Linked DNA regions of Gossypium hirsutum: region 2 is linked to region 1. A link is a contact called in public Hi-C data. All regions are on one chromosome and are shown on one strand. Each heading gives the region's core, a stretch centred on a gene start, on an enhancer-like site or on the middle of the called end of the contact. The rest is flanking DNA. Distances are from core to core; before and after follow the strand shown. Region 1 holds the start of LOC107926590 (ketol-acid reductoisomerase, chloroplastic). Region 2 holds the start of LOC107926661.

Region 1 (3,662 bases), core at 160-2,659:
TATACTTTTAATATTGAATAATGTTAGTATTGATACAATATATAAATGTTAATGGTTAAAGTTATTATTATATCAATTTTAAAAGTTGCCAAATTATTTTTTTTTAGTAATTTAATAGTTGATGACCAAAAAAAGAAAAATTCAAATAGTTAATTAATCATTTTGTAACTTTTTATAGTTGAACGAACATAAAAAAAATACTAATAGTTAGATGACTACCGATGTAGTTTATCCATTTTATAATTACATTTGAATTGTTTCATGTCTAAATAATATGATTAGTTAATTTTATGTGTGTTAAAATTTTGAGAAATTACAATTGTTTTGGTGACTAATTTGAGAGAGAAATATTTTTGGAAAAATGATTGAGTAGAAGAATGTGAAATGAAGTTACAAGATGCAGAATGTGAATATTAGTAGGCATGATTTTGAGGAAAATATCCTTTGTGCGTCTATACTAACTCCTTGGCATTGTTGAGGTGGGCCACCAATCTCCCCGCAAATACCTTCAGCATGTCTATCAGCTACCACTTTCAGATATGTGAAAATGTGATCTTTCTCAAAATCATTTCTTTTACATTTACTTGTCTACAATGAGAGGTTCATCCAAGCTGATTTCAATGCAAACTTGCCCCATTTTGCCTATCCTTGCTACAACAAACCAAGGGCCCTACTTCAACGCATTTTCCTCTCTTCCTCACAGAGAAACTCCATTGTCCTACGTCTATTCCTCAAGCTTGAATGAATCTACCTTCTTGCCAAAACCTTAACTAAACTAAACAATGAAAACACCCAAAACTCTAAAATAATTGGACGACAAAAAGGGCAACATTGATTATTTTATAATTAAATATAATTATTTATGGTAAAAACCAAGATTTTTCACATGTTTACCATTACTTCTCGTTTATGGGTAATTTAATTAGAATTTTGATTGTAGGCACAATATTTCTTTTTCTTTTCTTTTTTTTTTCCCTAAATACTGATGGTTGACAATTTTATTATTCACCATTGCGTTACATTTGATACAGTAGCGCCTACTAAAGCCGAAAGTTGCAGAGGGCAGGGCTGGCCCACCTCAGAAGCTTACTTAATATTATAATTAATAACCTTCGTTAATACAATTTATTATTACATAAATTTAAAATAAATAATAAAATCAAAGTTTATTATTTAGGTTTACTAACGGAACAGAACATTTGGATTGATATGAAAGTATCGAAATAAAAGTTCATGTACATTTTATATCTTTTTAAAAATTTAATCCTTATTATTTAAATTATATTGCTATCAAATAATAATTATTTTATTTTAAAAAGTGATACTAACAAATTAATAATAAAAGAAAAACAAACTTAAAAAGATTAAATTTGTAGACTAAATTCCAAATGCTTGTGCCCCCTTTTTGCTAAAGCTCAATATTTGGCGCCTACTTACTTCACTGCTCTCTCTCCCTCAATTTCCTCCAAAACTTTAATTTAGGTTTCTTGACGTCCATTTTCAGTTTTTTTGAGTCCTCTCATACCAACTACACTGACTATTCATAATTGCTGCGACTCAGCTATGGCCTCCCAAACCCACATATCTCTCGATTTCCAAACTTGTGTCTTTAAGAAAGAGAAAGTCTCCCTCGCTGGTCACCACGAAGTGGGTTTTTTTTTTTTTTTGTAATCTCATTTCGAGAGCTTATTGATTTGGGTTTTTTTTTTATAGTACATTGTGAGAGGAGGAAGAGATTTGTTTAAGTTGCTGCCTGATGCTTTCAAAGGGATTAAGCAGATTGGTGTTATTGGCTGGGGCTCCCAGGTACCAAACCAAACCCCCAGAATTTTATTTTTATCATTTTTTTTGTCTTAGGCTTTATTTTCGTTTTATTTATATATGGCCATTTATGACTTCTCCACTCTTGTATATATATTAGACATTGCAATTCGTGTATGCATGGAGTAAATATAAATATTATTTTATCCTGGAATTGAATTATAAAATATTTGGTGTAATTTTATTTTGTATTCATTTATAATTCCATCATTTTGGAAAAAAAAAATTCATTTGATGGCCTCTAAATTTGCCTCTGGTTTGATGGCATCGTGTGCGTTGTGTTATGTTATATAGCTTTTGGTTTATTAAGCAAGTGGTATCCATGTATTGTTGTATAAAAATACTTTGCATCTTCACTCAACTAAAGAAAGAAATGGTATTTTGCTTCTTGTAATAGATATTGTTGCCCCAGCAACATGGGTTGCTGTTTATATCTTTCATATTCTTCATTATGGTTTCATGAAGTACCCCTTTGTTCAATGTATATCGGAATGTAAGTAGAGGGATAAAATCTCCAACTTACTAACTGCTAACAAACTTCTTTCAGGGACCTGCTCAAGCTCAAAATTTAAGGGATTCTCTTGCTGATGCAAAATCTAATATCATTGTCAAGGTGATCTCTTTAGTTCAGTTACGTTGTTATCAGCAATTCAAATAGCGGAAGAAAATGGTTGTGAATATAAATCACAACAATAGCGGCGCATAATGGCCGCAAGAATAGCGACAATAACATCCCGCTATTCTCATTTTCTGGCTTTCATAACGTTAAAGGAAAAAAGATGGCGTTTTAAGCTGGAAAGAAAATAAATTAATGTTACTCAAATTCTTAAACATTTCAAGCTTTAGCCTTTTTACGTGTTTTAAGTTTTGGTTTTTTAGGTGCACCTGCTAAAAAAACCTAGAATGTTAAAATAGAAAATAGAAAAAATTTTATAATACGTACAAAAATTTAATGGTTTTATTTTTTATTTATTTTAGAGATGTAGGCATTTACATTTATAAAATATAATATAATATTTTTGAGAAATATTTAAATAATATAAAATTACAGGTTGGACTCAGGACCGGTTCTCCTTCTTTTGCTGAAGCTCGCGCTGCTGGGTTCTCTGAAGAAAATGGCACTTTGGGTGATATGTGGGAAACTATTTCTGGAAGTGATCTTGTATTACTCTTAATTTCTGATGCTGCATAGGTTTGTTTCAATATAATATTTCTTTTGGCTAAACTACTAATGAAAATAACTGGTTGGTCATTGGTCTTACTAATTATATGATTTTTCTTGCGCAAAGAATTGAATTCTATGTGATTTTGCAGGCTGACAATCATGAGAAGATATTCTCCCACATGAAACCCAATAGCATCCTTGGGCTTTCCCATGGCTTTCTTCTTGGACACTTGCAATCAATGGGCCTTGATTTCCCAAAGAACATTAGTGTAATTGCTGTGTGTCCTAAAGGAATGGGTCCATCTGTAAGGAGACTTTATGTTCAAGGGAAAGAGATCAACGGTGCTGGAATCAATTCTAGTTTTGGAGTCCATCAGGTATTTTTTTCCTTGTCTTGCTCCGTTCTCTTTTCTTTTCTTTTCCTGTTAAGGCATTGACTAATTTTCTTTGTGCACAGGACTTTGATGGTAGAGCTACTGATGTTGCCTTGGGGTGGTCGGTTGCCCTTGGATCACCTTTCACCTTTGTTACTACTTTAGAACAGGAGTACAAGAGTGACATCTTCGGGGAGCGGGGTAAGTAATTTACCATGCACTTCTGCGATCAACTTATATGCTTTTTCTTTTAGCTTATTGTGCTTTGACAATCATTTCTAGGCATTCTTCTCGGTGCTGTT
Region 2 (3,976 bases), core at 863-3,362, 150 kb after region 1:
CAAAAAATAGAAAATTATTTTGAAATTCTCTATTTTTTAAAAATTATAGTATTTTTATTATATTTATACAGGTGACGCCATTTTACATGGCTCTACTAAAAAATTAATTTTTTTATATTCTCTGTTGACGTGACAAGTTAGTAGCGCCATATAATTTAGCTCCACCAACTTTTACCTTAAATTTCAGATATTTTAATATTTAATTAAAAAATAAATTATTTTAATAATTAATTAATTTTTTTAGTTATTTTTATAAAAAAACCTTGAAGCATGACCATTGAGGTGGTGCTGCAAAAGCAGCCTCGCAGATTCTGACAGCAGAGACACGTCTTTTCTTTTGCATGGGAATGGATGTGAAAGGAAAGAGACATGTAGGGATAGCCGTGTTACAGTTGTCAGGAGGAGCTCCTTTCTCTTCCAGACAAGACACAGCACTATTTTGGACTACAATTTCCTAAACCCTGCTTGGGCCTTTTCAATTGGGGAATGATTTGTTGAAAGAGAAGGTCAGCCCACAATGCTAGTCTCACTTTGTTTTTAGGGGAATACCAAAATCCACGCCACCCGAGAAACAACCTCATAATGTAAGAGTTTCAACTTTTACATGGATTGGCTGGCTTCATCCTTGAATCATGGAACAATTTAAAGGTCTTAGTTGATGAATAGAATACCAACCGAAAGAGTATTATGAAAAATTCTGTACAAGATGTCAAAATGCATGTCTTTTTTATAAGTAAATTAAGATTATATTAAAATTCTTTCTAAGAAACACTTTTGAAGTTAAAATATTACTAAATAATATACTTTTTTAGAGAAAAATACTTTTTAAACCCCAAAAATGCTTTTAACATAAACAAAAAATTTTAACTTCTCTTCAAAAGTATTTTTTATCCCAAAAATACTTTTTAAAAGCAATGCTAGATTAGCTCTTAATCTCTTTACATTAGATTAGAGACCAAACTAAAATTTTTATTCATTCTATTAATAAAAACTGGTGCAGTTGACAAAATAATTAAGTAGTTACATGTGCACCTCATTTTAACATATGAGAAATAATTTTTAATAATAGAAATAATTACAATTTTTAATAAAAAGATTAATTTACTCTTTACTTTAATATACGTAGATTAATTTATTCATTTAAAAAAACAAAATATAATCTAAAGAAAGCATTTTTAGGAAAATCAGCATATTTTCAGACATCCCCGACCCTATTGAACTCAAGGATAGAGTAGTGGGACAGCTTTCCCAAGGGCTTTTCTATCTTCACCACAGTATTAAGAATATATCACTGAACATCTTCAATACACCATTAATCAAACCAATCAATTGAATACATCTTCAATGCACTATTAATAAAATTAATCAATTGAATCAATTAAATTAAAAATTGATCACAATAAATTTACTAACAAACATTCTGCGTTACTTTTGCTAACAACCACTAAAGAAATAAACAGCAGAATTCTAGGAAAATAGAATAAAATTGCCCTACTCTCTTGATCATTTCAAGTATAAACGATTAATATCTTCATATATTGTTTCATAAGATATGATCATCCAGATAATGCACCTTTCTGACCTACAATTAGTCTCCATCAGTACCAGAAGAGTCGGTCAAATCAGAATCGAATTCTAGATCGTCAGCATCATCTAGAGGCTGTTTCCATTCACCGCGAATCTCTTTCATCAATTCATCATCACTTTCCTCATGTTTCCCTGACAACTTCCTCTTCAGAATCCCTTCAAAGATTGAAGGCATAGCATCTTCATCGCCATCAAGGAACTTCTGTATTCGCCTTTTCAGCTCTGCAAGAATCCAATTTTGCAAAACGTTACTATTCCTAAAGTACCTCGTGAATTAACCAGAGACTAAGTTGGAACATTGGTTTACCTTTGTTACTAACGTCGTCGTTGTCGTCGCCGTTGGTAGAGTAGAACCTGATTTGAGAGCGAGTCAAAGCGGCGAGTGGGTAGGACGAGGGCTGCTTGGAAAGTATGAGGTTTAGCAGAGGATAGTTTAATCTGCAACCAAAAAAGGACATCTCCAAGCAGAGCTTCTTTCAATTTAGGGTTTTATTAAATAAAGTAGTATTATCTTATACACCCTATCAATTTATCGGTTTTCAGTTCAGTTTGGATTTAATTAAATAAAATTATTTATATTATATAAAAATTTAAAATTTATTAAAAATTTATAAAATTTGCTTCAATAATTTATTCCTGACTCAATCGATTTAGAACAGTTCACTTGAAAATCAATTTAACTTTTTTTTTTATCAGCATAGCAAATGGTTCTTAACTTAATTGATACGGTCGATTGATCTAATTCTAACAATAATGCCAAAAACAAATCTAGCATAATGTCATTTGTTGCATTAGGCATAAATGTGTCAATTAAAGTTGATATTTTAAGGGTTTGACTTTGAAGTTGTCACCTTCAAAGATTGACTTTCACTTTAGAAAATGAAAGTTAATGTAAATGTACCGACTTCAAAATTTAAACTATATCGCTAAATAATTTTAGTACTTAATTATTTTGTAAATTAAAATTTTAAACTAATATATATGGTTTAAAAAGTGGATTAAATAAGAACAAGAAAAAGGAATTGTGAGAGAGTTGAATTATTATGTCTCTTTTAGGGTGATATCGGTTCGGTTCGATCAGATTTTTTAATTTTTTTGAACTGTCCATCATAATTTAGTTTGACTCAGTTTGATTATCGATTTTTTCATATTAATTTTTTGCTTTGATTTTTTAGATTTATTTTGATAAAATGAAATTTATTTTATGGCTTTTGAATATTTTTGAGAAAATTTTAAGATTTTTCGCATAAAATATTTCTCAAAAACATTATTTTTTCAACAACTTTTGAATTATTTTAACTAATTTAAATATAAAATATTTATTTTTATATAATAAAAATTAAAATCAATTATATATTAAATAAATAATAATAACAAAATTTATTACCAAATATATCAGTTTGAGTCTATTTTCGATTTCAATCACTACAACCTTGTATTTTCTTAGATTCCTTTGATGTTTCTTTCCTTGGTTTTGATAGGGTAGTGTTAAGGATCCTATAGATTTGTGTGGGCTGACCTTCTCTTTCAACAAATCATTCCACGATTGAAAAGGCCCAAACAGGGCTTAGGAATTTGTAGTCCAAATGGTGATGGGTCTTGTCCGGAAGAGAAAGGAGCTTGTCCTGACAACTGTATTACTGCTATCCCTACTTGTCCCTTTCCTTTCGTATTCATTCCCATGCAACAGAGAAGACGCGTCTCTGCTGTCAGAATCTGCAAGGCTACCACTTTTGCAGCACCACCTCAACGGTCATGCTTTAATGTTCACTCCTCTCACTCTTGCTTTTCAACTATTTGCTTTATTTCTACTAACCTAATCTCTATTTTGTCCCGCCTCGTACTCCCCATTAATAAAATCATAATCGCTTATTTCACCCCAACTTTATTTAATTTTTCATTTTTTTAAATTTATTTTATTTATCAAATCGTTTATTATAGAATTTAAAATTTTAAATTCAGCTATTAACAGTATTACAATTTTTTTATGCAACATATTGAAATTTTATAAAAAAATATTTATTTGATAATCATATAACGAAAAAATTGACAATTTAATAAATTTGAACTTAACAAAGAATTTTAACAATGTTGTCAATTCTTAAAAAATTACATAAACATTTTATTCAAAATAAGGTATTTAGACTAATTAATGAAAATCAAAAAGTTAAAAAGTACCAAATTATGTCAAATATAAGTATAGAGATTAAATTTCAAATTTGAGCATAGTATGTGGACTAAAATTGAAAATCAACCATTATTTCAAAAAACTAAAGGGTATGTATTTGGACATGTCCACAACAACATTTTAATTAAAGTGAAGGATTTAGACTGATAATGTTGTTATAAATGTTGAGTTGTTTAATTATGTGAAAAATTAAAATATAAA

What was found. A called contact is a pair of places that touch in the nucleus more often than the background predicts.
Region 2: a Hi-C map of leaf shows a contact between it and region 1, with 5 times the contacts expected there. The contact joins the promoter of LOC107926661 here to the promoter of LOC107926590 in region 1. A contact is called at or near these places in 9 of 34 Hi-C or Micro-C datasets (callus, hypocotyl, leaf and 1 more).

What each region holds. Positions count from the first base shown.
Region 1 is chrA07:7,902,944-7,906,605 of Gossypium_hirsutum_v2.1, forward strand. LOC107926590 (ketol-acid reductoisomerase, chloroplastic) reads left to right here and starts at 1,410. Exons shown (of 10, transcript XM_041117465.1): 1 at 1,410-1,647; 2 at 1,714-1,806; 3 at 2,369-2,434; 4 at 2,873-2,983; 5 at 3,136-3,363; 6 at 3,444-3,561; 7 at 3,643-3,662. The coding sequence starts at 1,564.
Region 2 is chrA07:8,050,962-8,054,937 of Gossypium_hirsutum_v2.1, forward strand. It overlaps LOC107926661, which reads right to left and starts at 2,113. Exons shown (of 2, transcript XM_016857553.2): 1 at 1,895-2,113; 2 at 1,357-1,809. The coding sequence starts at 2,045. The coding sequence ends at 1,589.